Regions from separate parts of the Mus musculus genome. Here region 1 is linked to region 2. A link is a contact called in public HiChIP or PLAC-seq data. All regions are on one chromosome and are shown on one strand. The core of a region is the stretch at or near the end of the contact, and the rest is flanking DNA. Distances in the headings are between cores, read along the strand shown. Region 1 holds the start of Ppp1r35 (protein phosphatase 1, regulatory subunit 35). Region 2 has its middle 17 kb from the start of Gm15498.

Evidence for each region. HiChIP or PLAC-seq counts read pairs in DNA pulled down with a chosen protein or histone mark.
Region 1: a contact with region 2 is called in an H3K4me3 HiChIP or PLAC-seq map of bone marrow-derived macrophages, with 2.3 times the contacts expected there. The contact joins the promoter of Ppp1r35 here to the enhancer-like site in region 2. A contact is called at or near these places in 3 of 39 promoter capture datasets (the HPC-7 cell line, neutrophils and pre-B cells), 6 of 484 Hi-C or Micro-C datasets (bone marrow-derived macrophages, embryonic stem cells, morula and 1 more), 9 of 115 datasets of contacts at active chromatin or transcription factors (the SCID.adh cell line, bone marrow-derived macrophages, double positive thymocytes and 5 more) and 3 of 9 other capture datasets (adipose tissue, liver and pancreatic islet).

What each region holds. Positions count from the first base shown.
Region 1 is chr5:137,775,822-137,781,255 of GRCm38.p6, forward strand. Ppp1r35 (protein phosphatase 1, regulatory subunit 35) reads left to right here and starts at 3,083. Exons shown (of 4, transcript NM_027242.5): 1 at 3,083-3,400; 2 at 3,481-3,724; 3 at 3,805-3,941; 4 at 4,033-4,286. The coding sequence starts at 3,173. The coding sequence ends at 4,206.
Region 2 is chr5:137,705,523-137,710,895 of GRCm38.p6, forward strand. No RefSeq gene overlaps it. Among named protein-coding and RNA genes, the nearest start is that of Gm15498, 17 kb to the left of the region's middle. Within about 2 kb of position 1,574, at least 148 of the 459 cell types and tissues checked have an H3K27ac peak or open chromatin away from gene starts, as enhancers often do. A contact at or near this core is called in the HPC-7 cell line, the SCID.adh cell line, bone marrow-derived macrophages and 9 more, where this site is marked.

The DNA.
Region 1 (5,434 bases), core at 1,833-4,332, 72 kb after region 2:
CAGGTTCGCTTTCCAGCACCCACATCAGGCAGCTTACTGCCTGCAACTCTGGTCCCAGGGAATCCGATAGTCTCTCTCTCTCTGTCTTTGAAGGGCACCTGCAGGCATGTGGTGCACATATATGCACTCAGGCACACAAGCATACACACAAAATAAAAAAGTAAAGTAGATTAGATTAGGCAGGCCTTGAACTCAGAGATCCAACTGCCTCTGCATCCCAAGTGCTGGGACTAAAGGTGTGCAGCACCACCACTGCCCAGCTATTTTCTTTTAAACAAAAGCTCTCATGGATCCAGGTTGGCCCCCAACATCCTATGTACAAAGCAATTACTGTGAACTACTAAGTCTACTGCCTCCATCTCTGGGGTACTGAGATTACAGGTGTACACCACCACAACTGGTTTTATGAAGTGCTGGAGATGGAACCCAGAGTCTCATGCATGCTAGGCACCCTCTGACAGAGTCTCTCTTACAGCCAAGGCTAGCTGTGAACTTGTGATCTCCCTGGCTGGGGTTACACGCATGATCACATCCTGCCTTCCCCGGGCATCTCTCTGAGGCGCCCATTTCTACAATTCCACAGATGGCAGGTGTGGATAAGCAGCTCAGAGTACGCCTTACGGGGTTCTAACCTCCCTGGGGCCACATTTCCAGTCCTACCTTCTTTCCTCATTGCACAAAGCTGGGGCTGGGGGTGGAGCCAGAGCTGGCTTGGAAGCGATGTGTGCAAGACCAGGTGGTTGGGGCTGCAGTCTGGACAGACAGAGAACTGCATCTTGGAAACACCTCTTTCCCCAAACATCAGGGCCTTTTGCCAGAATCCTTGACACCCCATTCATCAGCTGCCAAAACAATAAAAGGGGAACCTGGCAGGATGTTGTAAAGGACATACAGGGGAGGAGAGAGAATTCTGAGTGCCAGGAACTAGGAGGGCAGGAAGACAAAGCTAGGACCCAGTACAAACCCACCCCTGAGCTACAGCACAGTCCCCGCCCACTTGAAATTGTAACCTTTATTTTTAGATGTGGGTGTGGACTAGCTCATGCTATAACCTGTGTGTCAGTCGGAGGACAGCTTGCTGGAGCTGGTTTTCTTCCACTGTGTGGTTCCCAGGGAACAAATTCAGGTTCCCATTACAGATGGTTGTGAGCCACCATGTGGTTGCTGGAAATTGAACTCAGGACCTCTGGAAGAGCAGTCAGTGCTCTTAATCGCTGAGCCATTTCTCCAGCCCACACTTTTTTTTTTTTTAAAGTGGGTCAGGCAGTGATGGCACACACCTTTAATTCCAGAACTTGGGAGGCAGAGGCAGGCAGATTTGTAAATTCAAGGCCAGCCTGGTCTACAAAATGAGTTCCAGGACAGCCAGGGCTACACAGAAAAACCCTGTCTGGACCCCCTCCCCCCCCAAAAAAAAGTGGAAAGTGAAATTCATTACGCACATCCACACACACACACACACACACACACACACACACACACACATACACACACACACACCATTCATTGCCCAGGTCTTGTATTTGACCTAACATCCTTGAAACTACCAGGTAAGTCTTTTTGAAAAGTACAAACAGCTTCCCCAGCCCAAAGGCTGACTCCTCCGAGGTCTGTAGCAGACGTGGCCTCTCTGCTCCGACCTGATGTTCCCAGCTGGGTGTTTGAGAGATAACCTTGATTTATGATTGTCTGTGTTCCTTGTTCATGTAAGAACTTTATGACCCCATTACCATATTTGGGTGTGGTATTTGGGGAGATCTGAATTTGTTTCTGGACTATAGTCGCTCTCCTTTTGGTTTCACCAGAAATGATCTTATTACCTTTAAGGTTCCAGCTGTGTTTTGCATTATAAGGAGAAACCCTCTTAGTCACAGGAGTTACAGGCTTATCCAAATGCAGACTCCGAGTACTGGTCACCTGCCTTCACAACCATCAGCATTAGCTGCCGGCTTTCTTTTAATGCGTATGTGCTAAATGAATGCTGCACATCTGTGTGTGTAGGTGCAGTCTCCCCATTTATGTGTGTGTGTGTAGAGGCCAGAAATGAACATCAAGGTGTCTTCCTCTATCACTGCCCACCTTATTTGTTAAGGCAGGGACTCGATGTGAGCCTGGAGCTCCATGTTTTGGCTAGGTTGGCTGGCCATTGAGCCCCGGGGGTTATTGGGTTTTACACAGATGCAGACGCAGGGGATCCAAACTCAGATTCTTTCTTATTCGTTCCTTTCCTTTGTTTTTGCTTTTCAAGACAGGGTTTCTCTGTGTAGCCCTGACTGTCCTGGAACTCACTCCGTAGACCAGGCTGGCTTCGAACTCAGAAATCCGCCTGCCTCTGCCTCCCAAGTGCTGGGATTAAAGGCGTGTGCCACCACGGCCCAGCTGCTTCTAACTCCTAAGCCGTCATTGCTTTTTAAAAATGTCTCTGTGTGTTGTGTGTATGTGGTGGTGTGGTTTGGTGGACTGAGAGACTAGGATGTGGATTTTCCTTAGTCTAAGTGTGCATCAGAGGACAACAGAAAGGAGTCAGTTCTCTCCTTCCACCACGTGTGACCCTGGAATTGTCAGTCTTGATGGCAATCGCCTTTACCCTCTGAACCAACCCCCAGGATATGGATTTAAAATTAAGGCAATATTCCGTCAATTCCCTTAGTACTTCCTTATGCAAATATCAGAATCCAGGGATTTTGCAACGAATCTGCTTCCACGTACAGGGAAGATTTGATCGGCGTTCAAAAATGACCAAAACCTTCAGGAAGGGGGGTGGGGGCGCCACTCGGGACCTCTAGATGCGAGAGCAGCGAGGATATTGTTACAGTGAAAGAGGACTAACGCTTTAATCCCAGAACAAATGAGCATTAGAGTCTGACAGGCAAAGACGCCACACCCCCGTTCCCTAAGGAAAAGTAGTCTAGATAGGAATCCGTAGAGTACCTAGGGCACCGTCGCTCTAACGCCCCGCCTTAAAGGCGAAGTTAGCGTGTGAGGGCGGAAGTGCGTCCGGAAGCTGGAGGGCGGAGCGGTGGGAATGACGTCCAGGAGCGCCAATGGAGTGGCGCGGCGGGCGTGTCTTACTCCGGTGGGTAAGGGCTAACGGTTTCCGGTAGTGGTAGCCCCGGAGGGTGGGAGAAAAGAGGAGACCCCGCGTCCTGAAACCCCGAGCCTTTAGAACAAGATGATGGGCTTCGGGGCGTCTGCGTTAGAGTCCATTGAAGGCGAAGAGGCCCTGGAGGTCCCGGGGCCACCCCCGGAGCCGCGAGCCCCGGAACCCCGAGCCCCAGAGCCCGAGCCGGGCTTGGACTTGAGCCTTAGCCCGAGCCCGCTGCCCGAAAGTCCGAAGGCGCGGAAGAGCAGCCCGGGTCAGCGGAAGGGGCGGCGGGGCGGTAGCCGGAGGGGGCGGCAGGTGAGCGGCGTGAAGGCCCGGCCCCCCGCCCGCCGAGCGCCCCGGGATCTGCAGCTCACGGTTCCGCCCTCCACTCCCAGGTTCGTTTTCAACTGGCGCCGCCCTCCCCGGTGCGGTCCGAGCCGCTGCTGGTGGCCGGTGCACCGGGCGACGATCATGAGCTGGAGGCACCGGCCCTGCAGAGCAGCCTGGCTTTGAGTCTGGAGCTGCAGAACGCGCGCGCCGCTGTCGCCAGCGGCCAGTTTGATGCCTCCAAGGCGGTAGAGGAGCAGCTGAGAAAGTCGTTCCGGACCCGCTGTGCCCTGGAGGAGACCGTGGCGGAGGGTGAGGGGGGCAGGCGGCCGGCCGGGCGCGGTGGTCTGGGTGAAGGGCGATCCTCAGTCCCGCCTTCCCTGCGCTCGCAGGGTTGAACGTGCCGCGCTCTAAGCGACTCTACCGAGACCTGGTGAGTCTGCAGGTGCCCGAGGAGCAGGTACTGAACGCGGCGCTGAGGGAGAAGCTGGCGATGCTGCCACCGCAGCCCCGAGCCCCGCCCCTGAAGGTGAAGGAAGGGATGCAGGGACCTGGACATCCCTCTACCCCCTGGGCTCTCTTCCTCCACCTCGAGTGTAACCTGCTTCACCTTCCCATAGGAGGTGCTCGGGCCGGGCCCAGACATGACCATGCTGTGCAACCCAGATTCTCTGTGGTCCGAATCTCCGCACTTGACAGTGGATGGGCTGCCCCCACTAAGGCTTCAAGCCCGGCCCCGCCCTTCAGAAGATACCTTTCTCATGCATCGGATGCTGAGGCGCTGGGAAGCGTAGCCCTCATAACTCTGGAATGCTAGTCTGTAATTTTGTTAGTTTTTTTTTTTTTTATAATAGAATAAAATGTTTCCCCCCCTAAATTACCGAACTGTTCTTGGGAGTTTAGATAGGATTAAACTGCTTCAGGGTCTTCTACCCTTTTCCTGCCCCGACCCCCATGGCAAGTGGAAAGCACTGTCCCAAGTGTGGGGTCAGACCTTCCTCTCCATTTAAATCCCCAGCTTTAGTTATTAGAACTTGAGCCTTAGCCTGACACCGAGGCTCCAAGAATGTCCCAGCACTTGGGAGGCTGAGGCAGAAGGATTCTATGTCCAAGGACAGTCTGAGTTACACAAATTATTTTGATACGGTTTCAGGCAGGGTAGGTTCAGATGAGTGGTAGTACCTGGGGAAAGCATGTACAAAGCCCTAGGTTCAATCCCCAGAGTTGAGTGTGCAAGTGTGTAGTCAAACAGTAGTCAAAGTGTTTTAAATTCCACTTTGGCTGGGTGTGATGAACACTTGAGGTAGAGACAGAATCAGGAATTCCAGGCCAACCTAAGTTACCAAGTAACTGTGTCAAAACAACACTGCACACATACTGCTCTAGTTGTACAAACTATTATTTGTCTCTCTACATAGCTCTGGTTGTCTTGGAACTCATTATGTAGTCCGAGCTGATCTTAAACTCAGGAGACTTGCCTGTCTCTGCTTTCTGAGTGCTGGGACTAAAGGCATGTACCACTATACCTGGCTATTCAAATACTTCTGAGTAAAAAGTACTTACCCCAAATGTGGGTTTTAACACTTAATGATTGCTTCAAAGGAGACTGCTGGCTTCCATTCTTGTTGGGGACTAACAGGAGAGTGCTCAGTGTTTGTTCAAGGTTCCAGCTGCTCTTGACAAACTAATCAAGACCTTCATTTTGTAAAACATCCAAGCATCTCATTCCACCAAGGGTCCTGTAGCAGGTTTGTGGCTCTGGGCTATTAACTTTCTGGTTCCATTTTACCTCCACTGCCACCCACCCCTAAAGTTAGCCTGCCTCAAACTTCCATACACAAACACTTATCTGGAGTTTTCTTTTTTTTTTTGGTTTTTCGAGACAGGGTTTCTCTGTGTAGCCCTGGCTGTCCTGGAGCTCACTCTGTAGACCAGGCTGGCCTCGAAATCCGCCTGCCTCTGCCTCCCGAGTGCTGGGATTAAAGGCGTGCGCCACCACGCCCGGCTGGAGTTTTCTTTTGA
Region 2 (5,373 bases), core at 324-2,823:
GGCTCAATACAGCCCCAGTTAGGAGGAAGGCAGCTGGGCTCAATACAGCCCCAGTTAGGAGGAAGGCAGCAAGGAGTACTGTGCTCAGCTCAACGGCTCCAATAAAAAATATTGCTTAATTACAGTTGTTTAGTGAGTTTACTTTGTATGCAGAGAGTGCCCAAGTGAAGGTCAGAGGACACTTGCAGGGGTCCACTCGCTCTTTTATTTTTGTTTTTCTCAAGACAGGGTTTCTCTGGGCAGCTCTGGCTGATCTGCAACTCGCTCTGTAGACCAGGCTGGCCTCGAGGTCACAGAGATCTCTGCCTCCCAAGTGATGGAATTAAAGACCTGCAGGTGGGATCAAAGACAGGTTCTTCCAACTCGGCGATAAGCACCTTTAGCCATTAAGCCAGTGGTCTTCCGGGTCCCATAGGAGATATGCTACATATTAGGTAGTTACGTTACTATTTGTAACATTAGCAAAATTACAGTGATGAAGTTTCAACAAAATAATTCTTTGGTTGTGTGTGTGTGTGGGGGGGGGTCACCACAGCAATGAGGGTCGCAGCACTAGGAAGGTTGGGAACCTCTCCCCGCTTTCTTCCTTTTATACAGTCCAAGATGCCTGCCCAAGGAAGGGTGATACCCACAATGGGAGGCCTTTTTTCAGCTCAATTAACTGAATGGAGATAATCCCCACGGACGTGCCCAGAGGCTAACCTTAGCTAGACAATTCCTCCCTGGTGTGAAGCCGATTGTCTCAGGGGTGAGTGTGGACCCCGTGAACATCACACTCGGCAAGCAAGAGGGTCTGGCACAGGCTGTCTCAAAAACCAAGGGGAAGGCGAAGGGTTCAGTAGGACCTACCCTTAACAGAGAACTCGGCGATTTTTTAGCAGCAGCAGCAGCAGCTGTGAGGTCTGGAGAGTGAGGGATCCAGAAAGAGTTGGAGGGGGACATGGCAGGTGGATACAATCGAAATCCATCATATTTATGTATGAAGTTACTGAAGAATACATACATAAAATAAATATGAGCTGGCAGTGGTGGCACCTGATGGGAGGCTGGAGAGATGGCTCAGCAGTCGTCAGGAGCACTTGCTGCTCTTGCAGAAGACCTGGGTTTGGAGCCCTGTGGCTGCACACAACTCCAGTTTCAGGGATCTGATGCTCTCTCCTGATCTCCCTGGGCACTGCACATACACGGCACACTTACATACGTGCCAACAAGCTTTTAAAATAAAAATAGATAAATAAGGTGGAAAGCTGTTAAGAAAGATGCCTATCATTGAACTCCAGCTTACACACACACACAAACACACACACAGGGATGGGGATAGATGGGTACTTCCACTACATTGTCTTGGATCATCCATTCTGGGGAAAGTCAGCTGCCACATCATTGGAACTTTTCAGACAGCCTGGGGAGAGGGCCACACAGGAGGAAGAGAGGCAGGCTGCCAACAATCCAGTCCTAACCTGCTTGCCAGGTGAGCGAGTGAGTCATCGCGGAACAGCCAGCATCAGTCAAGCTCACAGGTGACTTCAACTCTCTAGCCTCAGGACTTCCATCTGAGGCCCCAGACGCCACCTTGGAGCTGAGCCAAGTCAATCCCGTCATGCCCTGCGTTGCCAGCCCACAGAACCATGAGACAGTAAAGGAGAGCTGTCATTTTAAAACACTAAGCTTCAAGGTAATTTGTAGCGCAGCAAAGATAAGAGAAGCAATGAGAGCGGTACACTCAGCGCTGAAGGTACACAAAGAATAGGTACTTAGCTTAAGTACCCTCTCCCCCCTCTCTCTCCCTCTCTCTCTGTGTTGCTAGGAACTTTTGTATGCTAGGCAATGACTCTACTGCTTAGTCACATCCACGCCTCCAGCCCCTCACTGAGGGATTCTATAGTCAAAGCAGTGGGCACTTGGGGTGTTGGGGGAGGAAGTGGGAGGAAGGGGGAGGAAGGGGGAGGAAGGGGGAGGAAGGGGAGGAAGGGGGAGGAAGGGGGAGGAAGGGGGAGGAAAGGGGCGGTGCAGCACAGCAAAACAGAAGCCATCAGCAAGGGCCTAGGGGTGTGGCTCTGGGCTTGAACCTTGGCCTAGAATCTCCCGGTGAGGGGTTTGGAAATGTAGGTACTTGGTAACACACTTGCCTAGAGTCCCCCAGTGAGGGGCTGGGGGCGTGGCTCAGTGGTAGAGCCCCTGCCTAGAATCCCCCAGTGAGGGGCTGGGGGCGTGGCTCAGTGGTAGAGCCCCTGCCTAGAATCCCCCAGTGAGGGGCTGGGGGCGTGGCTCAGTGGTAGAGCCCCTGCCTAGAATCCCCCAGTGAGGGGCTGGAGGTGTGGCTCAGTGGTAGAGCCCCTGCCTAGAATCCCCCAGTGAGGGGCTGGGGGCGTGGCTTAGTGATAGAGTCCCTGCCTAGAATCCCCCAGGGAGGGGCTGGGGGGCGTGGCTTAGTGGTAGAGCCCCTGCCTAGAATCCCCTAGTGAGGGGTTGGGGGCATGGCTCAATGGTGAAGCCCCTTGCCTAACATGCACAAATCCATGAGTTCCGTCCTCAACATGGAAGGGTATGAGAAACAGTCTCCTACCGAGAACGAGGTGCGAAACAAGGTGACTAAGTTCCTACCAATGCCCAAGGATGGTCGGTCTTCTGGAGAGGTTAAACGAAGCTGACTCCACCCCAGAGAACATAAGGCAGCTAAGGCCAAGGGGATTTACCATAGCGAGGGAGACCTTCAGTAGTCCTCTCCTTGAACCAACCCACTGACTTTAAATTCTAGGAGCCAGGATTCCCACATCATCTTCCTCCACGCCCCATCTGTGATTGATGGTGTCCTCTCTGGAAGAAGTACCTGCTGCAAGGGTATTGATAGATAAACAGAGAACTGAAGGTCAAATCAGCTTTTGGATGATTTGTTTCCCCCCAAATCAGACAGGAACCAAAACAACAAAGACAAATGTGAGTTGGAGGAAGCAGGAGCGAAACCAGACGAAACTCTTTTGAAACAGTAACATTGTTGCTTGCTGGATTAGGTAAGAATAGATTCTTGCTCCCTGAAGCCAGAATCAAGAACTTCGGGAAGATTAGCAGTGATGAAAGAGTCAAGGGGCCAAGCAATGGCTCGGTGGGTAAGGATGCTTGCTGCACACGCATGAGCTGATTCTGCATCACCAGGATCCATGTCAAAACCAGGTGAGTGAGCCTACGACTTCCTCCTCGTGAGGGACAGACAGGAGAACTGCGGGGGGGGGGGGGGGGGGGGCTTCTGGCAGCCAGCTGAGCTGTAGGCTCTGTGAGAGACCCTGGCTCAAGGGCTAGGAAATAAAGATGAAAAGAAAGTCTCTTAAACAGTAGAACAGAGCTGGGTGTGGTCGAGTACGATTTTTAAATCCAGCACTCATGAGGCAGTGGCAAATGGGTCTCTGTGAGTTCAAGGCCACCCTGTGCTACATAGTGAATTCCAGGACAGCCAGGGCTGAGTTTTGAGATAGGTCTTTTCTTCTTTTTTCCTTTTTCCTTTTTCCTTTTTCCTTTCCCCTTTCCTTTCCTTTCCTTTCTCTCTCTCTCTCTCTCTCTCTCTCTCTCTCTCTCTCTCTCTCTCTCTCTCTCTCTCTCTTTCTTTTTCCGAGACAGGGTTTCTCTGTGTAGCCTTGGCTGTCCTGGAACTCACTCTGTAAACCAGGCTGGCCTCGAACTCAGAAATCTGTCTGCCTCTGCCTCCTGAATGCTGGGATTAAAGGCGTGCGCCACCACACCTGGCCTCTTTTTTTTTTTTTTTTTTTAAGTTTTAATTCACTAGCAAGACACTGGAGCACCTAAGTTTGAGCCTACATCAGCTATAGAATGAGCCCCAAATTGTCCTGAGTTATAAAATGAGAATGTCTCAAAAAATAAAATAAACAAATGAATAAATAGAACATTTATGTTGCACATCTGTAACCCAAAAATGTAGGCATTGAGAACAAGGGGACCAGGAGTTTAAAGTCATGTTTGAGTATGTAATGAATTCCAGGCTAGCCTAGACTACAGGAGACTGTTTAAAACAATCCAAAAGAAAGAGCGAAAAGAAAACCAGGAAGTGGGGCTCTAGGGCCATGCTCAGTGGGCAGAACACATGTCTAGACTATGTGGTTCTGTGGGTCCAATCCCCAGAAGAACAAGCCGGGCTTAGAGATGCTCTTCTGTAATTCTCCTACGAGGGAGGAGGAGGAGGAGGCAGGAGGAAAAGGAACTAACGGTTATTCCTGACTGTATAGCAGTTTCAAAACAATCCTGGGCTACATGTGACCTGATCCCAAAACTAAATACAACAAAAACTTCATAAAGATAAAACTATAAGGTGAAAAATTATCAGAGACATAACTGTAGAAGATGGGCGGCCTAGAATAGCCAATGTTTCTGGATGAAGAGGACACACGTGCGCGCGCGCACACACACACACACACACTACAATGGGTCATAATGAAACCATATAACAATAAAACATGGAACATAGGTGCCATGACACCAGTGTGCCCAGTGACACACACAAGTCTCCCGACATACAAGCAAATAAATAAATAAATAAATAAATAAATAAATAAAATATTTTTAAAACTTTATTTTTTATTATGTATGTGTGGGTATGTATGGGCATGTACATATGTGCATATGTACATGTGTGTATGTATGACTATGCACATGTGAGCGTGTCAGATCCTCCTGGAGTAGAATTATAGATGCCATGTGGGTGCTGGGAAATTGAACCTGGGTCCTCTGCAAAAGGATGTGCTCTTAACCACTGAGCCATCTCAATAGCCCTTATTTAAAAAAGAAAAGAAGAGAAAAGAAAAAGGATTGCGGGCTGGTGAGATGGCTCAGTGGGTAAGAGCACCCGACTGCTCTTCCAAAGGTCCGGAGTTCAAATCCCAGCAACCACATGGTGGCTCACAACCATCTGTAACGAGATCTGACGCCCTCTTCTGGTGTGTCTGAAGACAGCTACAGTGTACTTATATGTAATAAATAAATAAATCTTTAAAAAAAAAAAAAAAAAAAAAAGAAAAAGGATTGCTTCTCCAGAGAACCCATGTTCAATTCCTAGCACCTACATGGTGGCTTAGATCATTAGTAATTCCAGTTCCAGGGGATATGGAATTACTAATGATCTAAGCCACCCTCTTGTAGACTCTGCAGGCCCCAAGGCATGTATGGTGCACTTAGGTACATGCAGGCAAAACAGTCATATACATAAAAATAATTGTTAAGTGGAGGGGTCTGGGATGATAGTTCAGTCAGAAAAGTGCTTGTAGCTAGGTGTGTGTGCTGGCACTAGTCTTTAATCTTAGCACCCAGGAGGCAGAGGCCATCAGGTCTCTACCACGTCAAGGTCAGTCTGGTCTACACAGTAAATTC